Regions from separate parts of the Rattus norvegicus genome. Here region 2 is linked to region 1. The links are chromatin contacts, called in public Hi-C maps. All regions are on one chromosome and are shown on one strand. The core of a region is the stretch at or near the end of the contact, and the rest is flanking DNA. Distances in the headings are between cores, read along the strand shown.

Region 1 (4,601 bases), core at 725-3,224:
TATATGTAATAAATAAATAAATTTTTTAAAAAAGAGAAACCATTACATGCTACAATGTAAATAAATCTCAAGCAAGTTGGTAAGCAAGTGAAATAAGCCAGTTACAAAAGGACGAAATGTTGTGATTCCATTCATTCAAATGCTGTATGATTCTGGTATGCATGTCAAAATTAAATAGAAGGGAAAGTAAAAAGAAGGTTGCCAATAGCTGGGTGGAGTGATGAGAGGAATTACAGTTTAAAAATATAGTTTCAGGTTTTAGACAAAACATTATGGGGATGTAATGTACAACAACATTAATATGTTTAATATTACTGAATTCATACTTAAAATGGTGACAATGTGGGAAAATGGGAGGACCCATAAGAACAAAGTATTATGAAAATGCCATGCTCCATTCTATACTAATTTTAAAAACTAATAAAAAATAGTCAAGATGATAAGTGTAACATATTTTTGCTGGTTTGACAGAGGGGGTAAAATGGCAGGTGTACATGCCTGCAATCCCACTGCCTCAGAGGTAGCAGTAGGAAGATCAGAAGTTCAGGCTTAGTCTTGGCTACATGGGGATGTTGAGGCTAGCCCAAACTAGTGACCCTATCAGGAAAAATTTTCCCACTAGCTTCAACAATGTTTCCCTCCAGACCAAGCTTATAGACTACCAATACAACAAAAATAATGTTAGCAGTGGGTTTTGACAAACGAAATTTCATTCAATTAAAAAACTGTAAAATAAGCCAGGTGGTAGCAGCATATGCCTTTAATCCCAGCACTCAGGAGGCAGAGGAAGGTAGATCTCGGAGTTCAAGGCCAGCCTGGCCTACAAAATAAGTTCTAGGATAGCCAAGGGTATACAGAGAAACCCTGTCTTGAAAAAGAAAACTGTAAAATAAAATCCATAAATCCAGCTGTGTGTAATAAATCATGCTTATAATCTCAGCATTCAGAAAGCTAAGGATGATAACAAGGTCAAGGCTGGCCTGCCCTACAGAGCATCTCAAACCTCTCAGTCCCCTCCCTTCAGAACAGACAACCATGATTCAACCTGACAAAGTGGTAGGATGGCAGATGGGTGGGTCAGCAGGGATGAAGGATAACTCGTTCAGAAGAATGTCAATTAATGGGAACACAAGGATGGCCAGGACCAGGCTGTCTTTGTAAGCACCTTCCCAAAAACCAAGGTGCAAGGATGTCAATGCATTGTTAAAACCACTGCAGCAAAGGCACGTGGGGACGGGATGACGGGTGTTCAGTCACATGCGCTCCCTACCTAATCACATGGGAAAGAACTGCAGTGGAACTGAATAGAGAGCCCTGCCTCAAGTCTCCCCACATTTGCTGTCCGAATCCCTCCACTGCTGGAACACGGTCTAAGAATGGAGTCGTGTGAGGACTGAGTGCTTGAGAGAAAACTTCAAAACAAGACAAAAGAGTCTTGTGACCTCAGTTTCTTCAAAACACACAAGTGTTCTTAGGGACTGGCCCATGCTGTGCCCTCCCAGGTGTATGGAGAGATGTGAGTTGTCTAAGAGACTCACTGTCACCTGCCACTATGATTCAGCTGTCCCTGTGGAAAGATCTCTGCCATGGGTGACTTGTCCTGTAATTGTTCACTTGACTAAAGGATTCCTCTTGACCCTGTCTGATGCTCTGAATAAAGATGGAAATCACATGAGACTTTGGTCCACCTCATCTTTAGGATCCAGTCTCCTGGGTCCCATTGTCTCTAGTACACCTGTGGTTTTGCCATGTTGCATGGAAATATGGATTTTGGAGTTCTGGTTTAATCAAGAAGGAGATTATCTGGGTGAGTGAGCTTAAAAGCTGTCTCCTTTGTCTGAAAAGGAGCAGAAGATTCAGTGTGAGGAGAGAGATTGTTATTCTGAACATGGATGGCCCATGAGAAAGATGTGGGTGGCCTCTAGGAACAGGGAGGGAGTGTCTGGCTTTCAGTCCCAGCGAGGAAATGCGGATCACAGACTGTTTGACTCAGACTCCCTCTAGTGCATGCCAGGGAATAGTACACGGGATCATGTAACAGTTTTAGTTTTACTGTTTGCTTTTGGTTTATTGATTTTTTTGAGACAAGGTCTCATGTAGCCCAAGCTGGCATCATATAGGTAGCCAAAGATGACCTTGAACTCCTGTCTTTTATATTGTAATTCAGCGGTTTTCAACCTGTGGGTCCTGACCCCTTTGGGGAGTTAAATGACCCTTTCACAGGGGTGACATATTAGATATTTACATTGCAACTCTCAATGGTAGCTAAATTACAGCCATGAGGTAGCAAGAAAAGAATTTTATGGTTGAGGTCACCACGCCATTAGGAGCTAGCCGTGTTAAAAGGTGGAAGCGTCAGAAGGCTGAGAACCGCTGCTCTAAGGGCTGAGATACAAGTGTGATCCACCCTAGTTTCCAGGCAGCCCCATACTCACTGATATCTGCCTGCCTTACATTCCCACCAACAGTGTGTGCAGCTTCCTCTCACCTCCATCCTTGCCAACACAGATCATCACCAATATACCAAATACTTAACGCTTATAATGGGTGACATACATGCCTCTTGCTGTGCTATACACCAGGGGCACAGCTGCACTTATGTAGCAACCCTGACAAAAACATTTAACCCAAAGCTAACGCAAGGATAATCAAAGCAAACTGAGAACCACTCTGGGGACTGCAGTGGCAATGAAAGGGCTGACACCTCTATTGCAAACTCTCCCTAGCAGACGCATGCTGATACAGTTAGGGGTAATCCCAAATGGTTCAACTTAGCCTTGTGCATGCTGGGCTTGTGCTCTGATGCTGAACTGATTTCCCAGCCCTGCTAAGTCTTTAAACCATTACACTTCTTACTCTGTGTGCGCACGTGTGTGCGTGAGCATGGGTGCGCAGGTCACAGACAATCAGCAGTCAGATCCTTCCTTTGAACATGTGGGTTGTAGGGATACAAGTCAGGACAGCAGGCTTGGGGGTAAGCTTACTGAGCCACTTCACAAACCCATACACAGCTTCTCTATTGGGGCACGGGGGTATTTCGAGGCAGAAGCCCTCTGCGTAGCCCTGGCTGTCCTGGAGCTCACTCTATAGAGCAGGTTGGTCTCACAGTCAGAGCTCTGTCTGCCTCTGCCCACTGGACTAAAGGCTGGGATTGAGTCCATCATGAGGCCTTAGTATACTCATTAATCCAGCTTCTCAGTAGGGTTGAAACCATTTTGAATTTCTAGCATTTTAACTAGGGAAGAAGAAGAAGAACCTTTAAGTAAAATATGTATTCATGGAAACAAAACAAATAACAATTCTAACATGCTACAGCACACATGTGTTCTCTATGAACAATTTTCTGGTCATTTTTCTTGCTCCTTATGAATATTTTGTTTACGAGTAATTTCACATATTGGCGATGTTTACACATATTTTACCCCGTGAAAAGGAATCTTGAATATGCATCCTGTTTATGCTACTGAGTTGTTATTTACTGTTTTAATTACACTGTGATAACTATAAATACAACAAGTGGACAGTGAGAGCTGGGGTATGGCTCAGTGGGAAAGAGTGTGCGTTGTCTTTGCTGAGTACCTGACTTTTATCCCTAGCACCCAGCCAGGCAGCTGACAAGTGCCTGGAATGACAACGTCAAGGGATCTGACACTTTTTGGGCACAGACACAGACACACACATGTACACATTAAAAAAAAAAATCCACAATTTTTAAGTTAAAAAAAGCATTTGGTTTTAATCCTCTCATAACTGCCCCAATAAGGAACTAGATAGTCACGGCCCCTGATGATACAAGACAAACATCTTTTAAAGTCTCTGAGGACTAGGTTTGTGCTTTATTAGTATATAGTTCTATGTACTAATCCCTTCAGTAGACAAGACAGACTAAACCAAGTTAACACTTACCCCAACAAAGCTCCAATTATACCGCCAGCCACCAGGCCTCGAAGACCTAAGTTTATTCTGAAAAGGCCTCCTGTGACAGCTATTTAAAAGGGGAAAAAAAGCAATGTTAAATCACCTTTAGATGCTACACTTCTATTCTTTCACAGTAAGAACACAGACCCCGAAGTGAGCTTTCTGAATCCAGCGTGAACAAGGTATGAGGTATGAAAGTGTGAAGAGCCATCAAAATACCTTTCTGCCTGCTCTACGGTAAGAAGAAAGTATTTTATAAATATGAATCCTCAGTCTTTCCTATAGCTCTAATTCCAGTTTTTCTTTTCCAATTTCCTCTTAAAAGTTGACGGTATATTTCACTTTCGTCCACATCTTTCACCTCTTTCATCCCCCATGCCCTACCCCCTCCCACCATCCCCTACCTCCCCACCCGGGTTTCTCTGTAGAGTCCTGGCTGTCCTAGAACTTGCTTCATAGACCAGGCTGGCCTCAAAGTCACAGAGCTCTGCCTGCCTCTGCCTCCCAAGTGCCCAACCAAAGACAATAAGCAACAGCAACAAAAACTACTTCACCTGCCTCAGAAGATTAGGCCTTCTAGTCTCACTCCTCTGTACTGCTTGGTGGACTACACTGTGCAAGCAGGCAGACCTGCAGAGGCAGCATTTAGCACACAGTGCCACCTGCTGACCAGTACAAGGAGT
Region 2 (4,748 bases), core at 557-3,056, 170 kb before region 1:
TTTTCCTTTATAAGTTGCCTTGGTCATGGTGTCTATTCACAGCAATAAACCCTGAGACAGAAGTGTTATACTGCCTGGTTGTGTGTGTCAACTTGACACAAGAGTCATCAGAGAGGAAGGAGCCTCGGTTGAGAAAATGCCTCCAGCAATGCCTTCTTCTTCCAACCTTTTATTAATCAAAACATCGTTGATAAACTCAGTGCGCTAGTTCCCCTAGGACCAATTAAACTCCAGCTTATGTTACACCCCAATTTTCCATTTGCGATCTATCTCTCCAGAGCTTAAGTTCTGGTTTACACGTGTTTGTCATCCTCTTGAGCTTGAGCATAGGGGACCTCTAAGCCCACCTACAAAGTGACACACTTCCTCCAGTAAGGCATTCCAACCAGGCCACACCTCTTAACAGTGCCGCTCCCTGTGGGCTAAGCATTCAAACACATTGAGGTCTAGATATAAGGCCTTTTCTCAATTAGTCATCAGTGGGGGAGGGCCCAGCCCATGGTGCCATCCCTGGGCTGGTGGTCCTGCGTTCTATAAGAAAGCAAGATGAGCAAGCCAGGGAAGCAAGCCAGTAAACAACACTGCCCAAGGCTTCTGCATGGGCTCCTGCCTCCAGGCTCCTGCTCTGCCTGAGTTCCTGTCCTGATTTCCTTTGATGATGAACAGTAATGCAAAAGTGTAAGCTAAGTAAATCCTTTCCTTCCCAACTTTGTTTTTGATCATGATGTTTTGTCCCAGCATCAGAAACCCTAAGTAAAAGAGCATGCAATCGGTAATTACACAGCCTAAGTCAAGGAAATGGGTCTTCAGAAGAAGAGTCTGGAGATCCAAAGGAAATACCATAAGGCTGAAACGAATGCTGGGTTCAGGTAACAGCCTGGTTCTACAGAAGGCAAAAATCAGGAAAAGAAAGTGTCATGCTTAAATGGTTGCACTTATAGTGAATCCAGTAATCTAGTGAACACTTTTATACATAATATTGTGTACGGTACTGTAATAGGCTCTAGAGGATGATGCACGCGTGAACCCGAATTTAAGCTCTGGAGAGATAGATCACAAGAGGAAAATCGGGACATAACATAAACTGGAGTTTAATTGGTCCTAGGGGAAGCAGTGCACTGAATTTATCAACAATGTTTTGATTAATAAAAGGTTGGAAAAAGAGGAGGAAGGGGAGAGAGAGGAGGAGGAGGAGGACGAGGAGGGGGAAGAGGAGGAGAGGAGGAGGAGGAGGGAAACCATTGAAAACAAACATGAAACAAACTGGAACCTCTTTACCCAGAACACCTTCCAGCTCTGCAAATGACTTCACACTTTTATGAATATGTACCTGAATGAATGAACCAGACTAGGTTTCAGGATGATAAATTATGGGGGGAAAAGGGGTGACCCGGGTCTGGTACTTGGAGAAGCTGAGCACACCTGTGGCCTCCGAAGTGCTGCAGAGAGCGTGGCCCACTGTGTGCTGGGACTCGGGTCCCAGCTATGCGGTCCAGAGCCAAAAGGTTTGTCTTGAAGCTAGTTTTTTTTAGCACGCCATACCCCTACCAGGTCACATTAGCCTCCCCCCAACCCCCGGGAGGTCTGGGCAGTCCTTACCGTACAGGAAATCGTACACTCGAGTGGCCGATCTGCCCTTGGCCCTCAACACATCTCTGCACTGGAACAGAAACCCCGGAACGTTAGTCCTGGGCTCCTGAATGGTCACTGTCTGGCTCATGGTGCTGCCGTCTTCCTCCCGCCAGCAGAAAACCAGCTATGGGAGGCTTGGTAGCCGTGTACACCGTAGCTATGGCAACCTCAGACGCACGCAGGGATAAGGGGCGGGGCGAGCTTCAGGAGGCAGGGCTGGGAAGTGAAAGGGCTGGGCCTCGAGGGGCAGTTTGAAGTGGCAGGAAGGAGTGGCAGAGTGGATGTGGGGATGCAGGGTGGACAAACCTGGCAGAATGAAGAGGCGAACTGTGGGGCGACCTGAGGAGCTTGTTACCCGAAGGGAGTAGTCAAGAGAAGGGGGAAATGCTGGCATGGAAAGAAGCGGAGCTAGGAAGAGGAGGCTAGAGGATGGATGGAGGATTCTGCCCAGTAGATGCCAGGAAAGGCTACTTGAGGAAACCAAGAGCAATTTGCTAGTGACAGCCCTTGCAGCCAGTCTCTTCTAGAAGTCCCTGGGGGGTCCCTTCACCTGCTAGAATTGGGTACTTTTATTTCTAAAAGCCTCTTTCCACAAGGTGAAGAAATCCAAGCTCCTATATTTTGGGCTTGGCTTCAGTAATAGGAAATCTATCTCCAGCCGACTGCTCTTGGAATTATGTATGGTGTACGCATAGTCTCTGCTTCTAAAAACAAACGAAGTGCAAACTAGAGAGGCAAAAGTGAGTCAGCTTTTGTCCATGATCCGTTCTTCTTTTAAAAAGAAATTTCATAGTATCACTTTACCTTAAAATTAGCCAGTGTCTCAAATAATAATATCGTTTATTTATTCATCCATTCATTATTTTTGTAGCATTGGGAATTGAATTTAGGGCCTCACATATGCTACAAGCACCCTACTATTGAGGTATACACTCTAGTCCAAATGATATATGATACATTTAAAATAGTCACTGTTATCATCAACAAAGTTAATTCTATTTTTTAAAGATTTATTTATTTATGTATTATATGAAAGTACACTGTAGCTGTCTTCAGACACACCAGAAGAGGGCATCAGATCTCATTACAGATGGTTATGAGCCACCATGTGGTTGCTGGGATTTGAACTCAGGACCTCTGGAAGAGCAGTCAATGTTCTTAACCACTGAGCCATCTCTCCAGCCCGATTCTAATCCTTTTATCCAAACTTGTATTGTACATATTCAAATTTACGTGATTGAATAAAATATGCTATTTATTACTAATTTGTATCATTAAAATTTTTTTAGAAGTCCTCATTTTGTTCTAGAACAGTGAGTTTCTAGCACTTTGTAATTAAAAAAAAAAAAAGCTTTCTTATCCTGAAATACAGGTAACCAAGTTATATTAATTTGGTTACCCTGATCATAAAGATAAAACGCTGAATTATTTTTCTTTTCTTTTTTTTTTTTTTCTTTTTTTTCGGAGCTGGGGACCGAACCCAGGGCCTTGCACTCACTAGGCAAGCGCTCTACTGCTGAGCTAAATCCCCAACCCTTGAATTATTTTTCTTACACATCAAAACCAGAGCAATGAGCTGGGCATGGTGGTTCATACCTTTAATCCAACCAGGCATGTCTACCTCTGTGAATTTGTAACCATGAAGTTTTATTGTTTCCAGAGTTGCTACTGTGGTAGCATCCATTTCCACACATCTGACATTCTAATTAACTTGAACCTTACAGCTTTAAAAACAAGATTCCACTTTAGATTGCATTTTAGAAATTGGTTGACTCAATTTTAGAAATTGGGTTTTGGTTCATGGATCGACAACTATAGAAATGAGGGAATTTTTTTCCCTGCCAGGAACTTTCGTCACTTCAACACTTCTCCCCATTTTTGGATCTACTTTTACACAGTGTGTGCTGTAAATTTGTCTTCAGATAATTAGCCAGCCTGTGGCGATCTCCTACGATGATCCACAGGACCCTGGCCCTTGGCGTTCCTGCTCTGTCAGGCATGTCTAGCCCTGTGACAGTGCCACATGGCCTTGTCACTTCTCTCTATAAAGGTCAAACTCTAGCACCTCACAATTGAGGGTTGGTTTTTTGGTTAGTTTGTTTGGTTTGATTTTGGTTTTATGGTGTTTGTTTTTGTTTTGTACCAAAAAGCCTTAATGTTGGGTCCTCTGGAGGGAAAGTTGCTTGCCATCAGAGACAATGCAAGCCTGAGATTTCGAGTTTGATTTCCAGAATCCATATAAAAGTGGAAGGAGAGAACCAACTCCACAAAGTTGTCCCCTGACATCCACATACCATCTCCCCATCACACACACAATGCTAACAAATATTTAAAAAAGAAAATCCAATGTTTTAAGCAAGTTCAGGCTGGAATGCCTTCATAACTATCCTGGGCTGGATGCAACCTATAGGTTTGAGAGGAACACGATATTGACTCTGTCAGTATTAGGGCCTGTGTTAGCCAAAAGACTCTACAAACCATGTTGGGAAGTAAGTGGTTATGTGACTAATTCTTTGACAGAGACTTTAATACTCATTGTGCTCTCTCTTCATAGGTGATTTTGAGGAAACAAGTGACCATGGTGGGGAACTCCACATTGCAAGAAATTTGCAGATGGTCCCTAGGAACTGGGGAGGTCTCCCACTGATAACTAGCAAGAAGCCAAAGGTCTCACCTGTACAACAGCAGGAAACTGAATTCTTCCAATAACTGAAGTGGGACAAAGAACATACTCACCACCACTGGAACCTCAGGTAAATCAACATCATTACCGGTTTTAATTGTAATCTGGCAAAACTCTTAAGCTATGCCAAGACCCCTGACCTATGGAAAACACCAGGTGACACATGTTTGCTGCCATCGGGCTGTGATAGTAACATTACATAGATGTCTTGGTGTCATGGGTCATTAAATGCATGTGGCCTAAACAACCAATACTCATTTCTTACAGCGGATATGGAATGCCTAACATAAGGAAGGTGCAGGTCAATTTGTTCCTGGTAAGGGCTAGAGGGCTTCATGACTGGCAGATGGCTGCTTTCTCTGGTTCTGTTCTGTTCTCACAGGGGATCATTGAAAAAGACAGTGACTATCTTCTTATACGGGTATCTCTTTTT

The links. Hi-C and Micro-C count contacts between places; a contact is called where the count stands out from the background.
Region 2: a Hi-C map of Schwann cells shows a contact between it and region 1, with 5 times the contacts expected there. The contact joins the promoter of Cfap91 here to the enhancer-like site in region 1. A contact is called at or near these places in 11 of 12 Hi-C or Micro-C datasets (the A7r5 cell line, the Rat2 cell line, Schwann cells and 7 more).

Annotation. Positions count from the first base shown.
Region 1 is chr11:75,748,329-75,752,929 of GRCr8, reverse strand. Timmdc1 (translocase of inner mitochondrial membrane domain containing 1) reads right to left here. Exons shown (of 7, transcript NM_001007676.1): 5 at 3,907-3,985. Among named protein-coding and RNA genes, the nearest start is that of Timmdc1, 16 kb to the right of the region's middle. Within about 2 kb of position 1,974, at least 14 of the 93 cell types and tissues checked have an H3K27ac peak or open chromatin away from gene starts, as enhancers often do. A contact at or near this core is called in Schwann cells and hepatocytes, where this site is marked.
Region 2 is chr11:75,916,187-75,920,934 of GRCr8, reverse strand. It overlaps Cfap91 (cilia and flagella associated protein 91), which reads right to left and starts at 1,806. Exons shown (of 16, transcript XM_039088902.2): 1 at 1,600-1,806. The coding sequence starts at 1,720.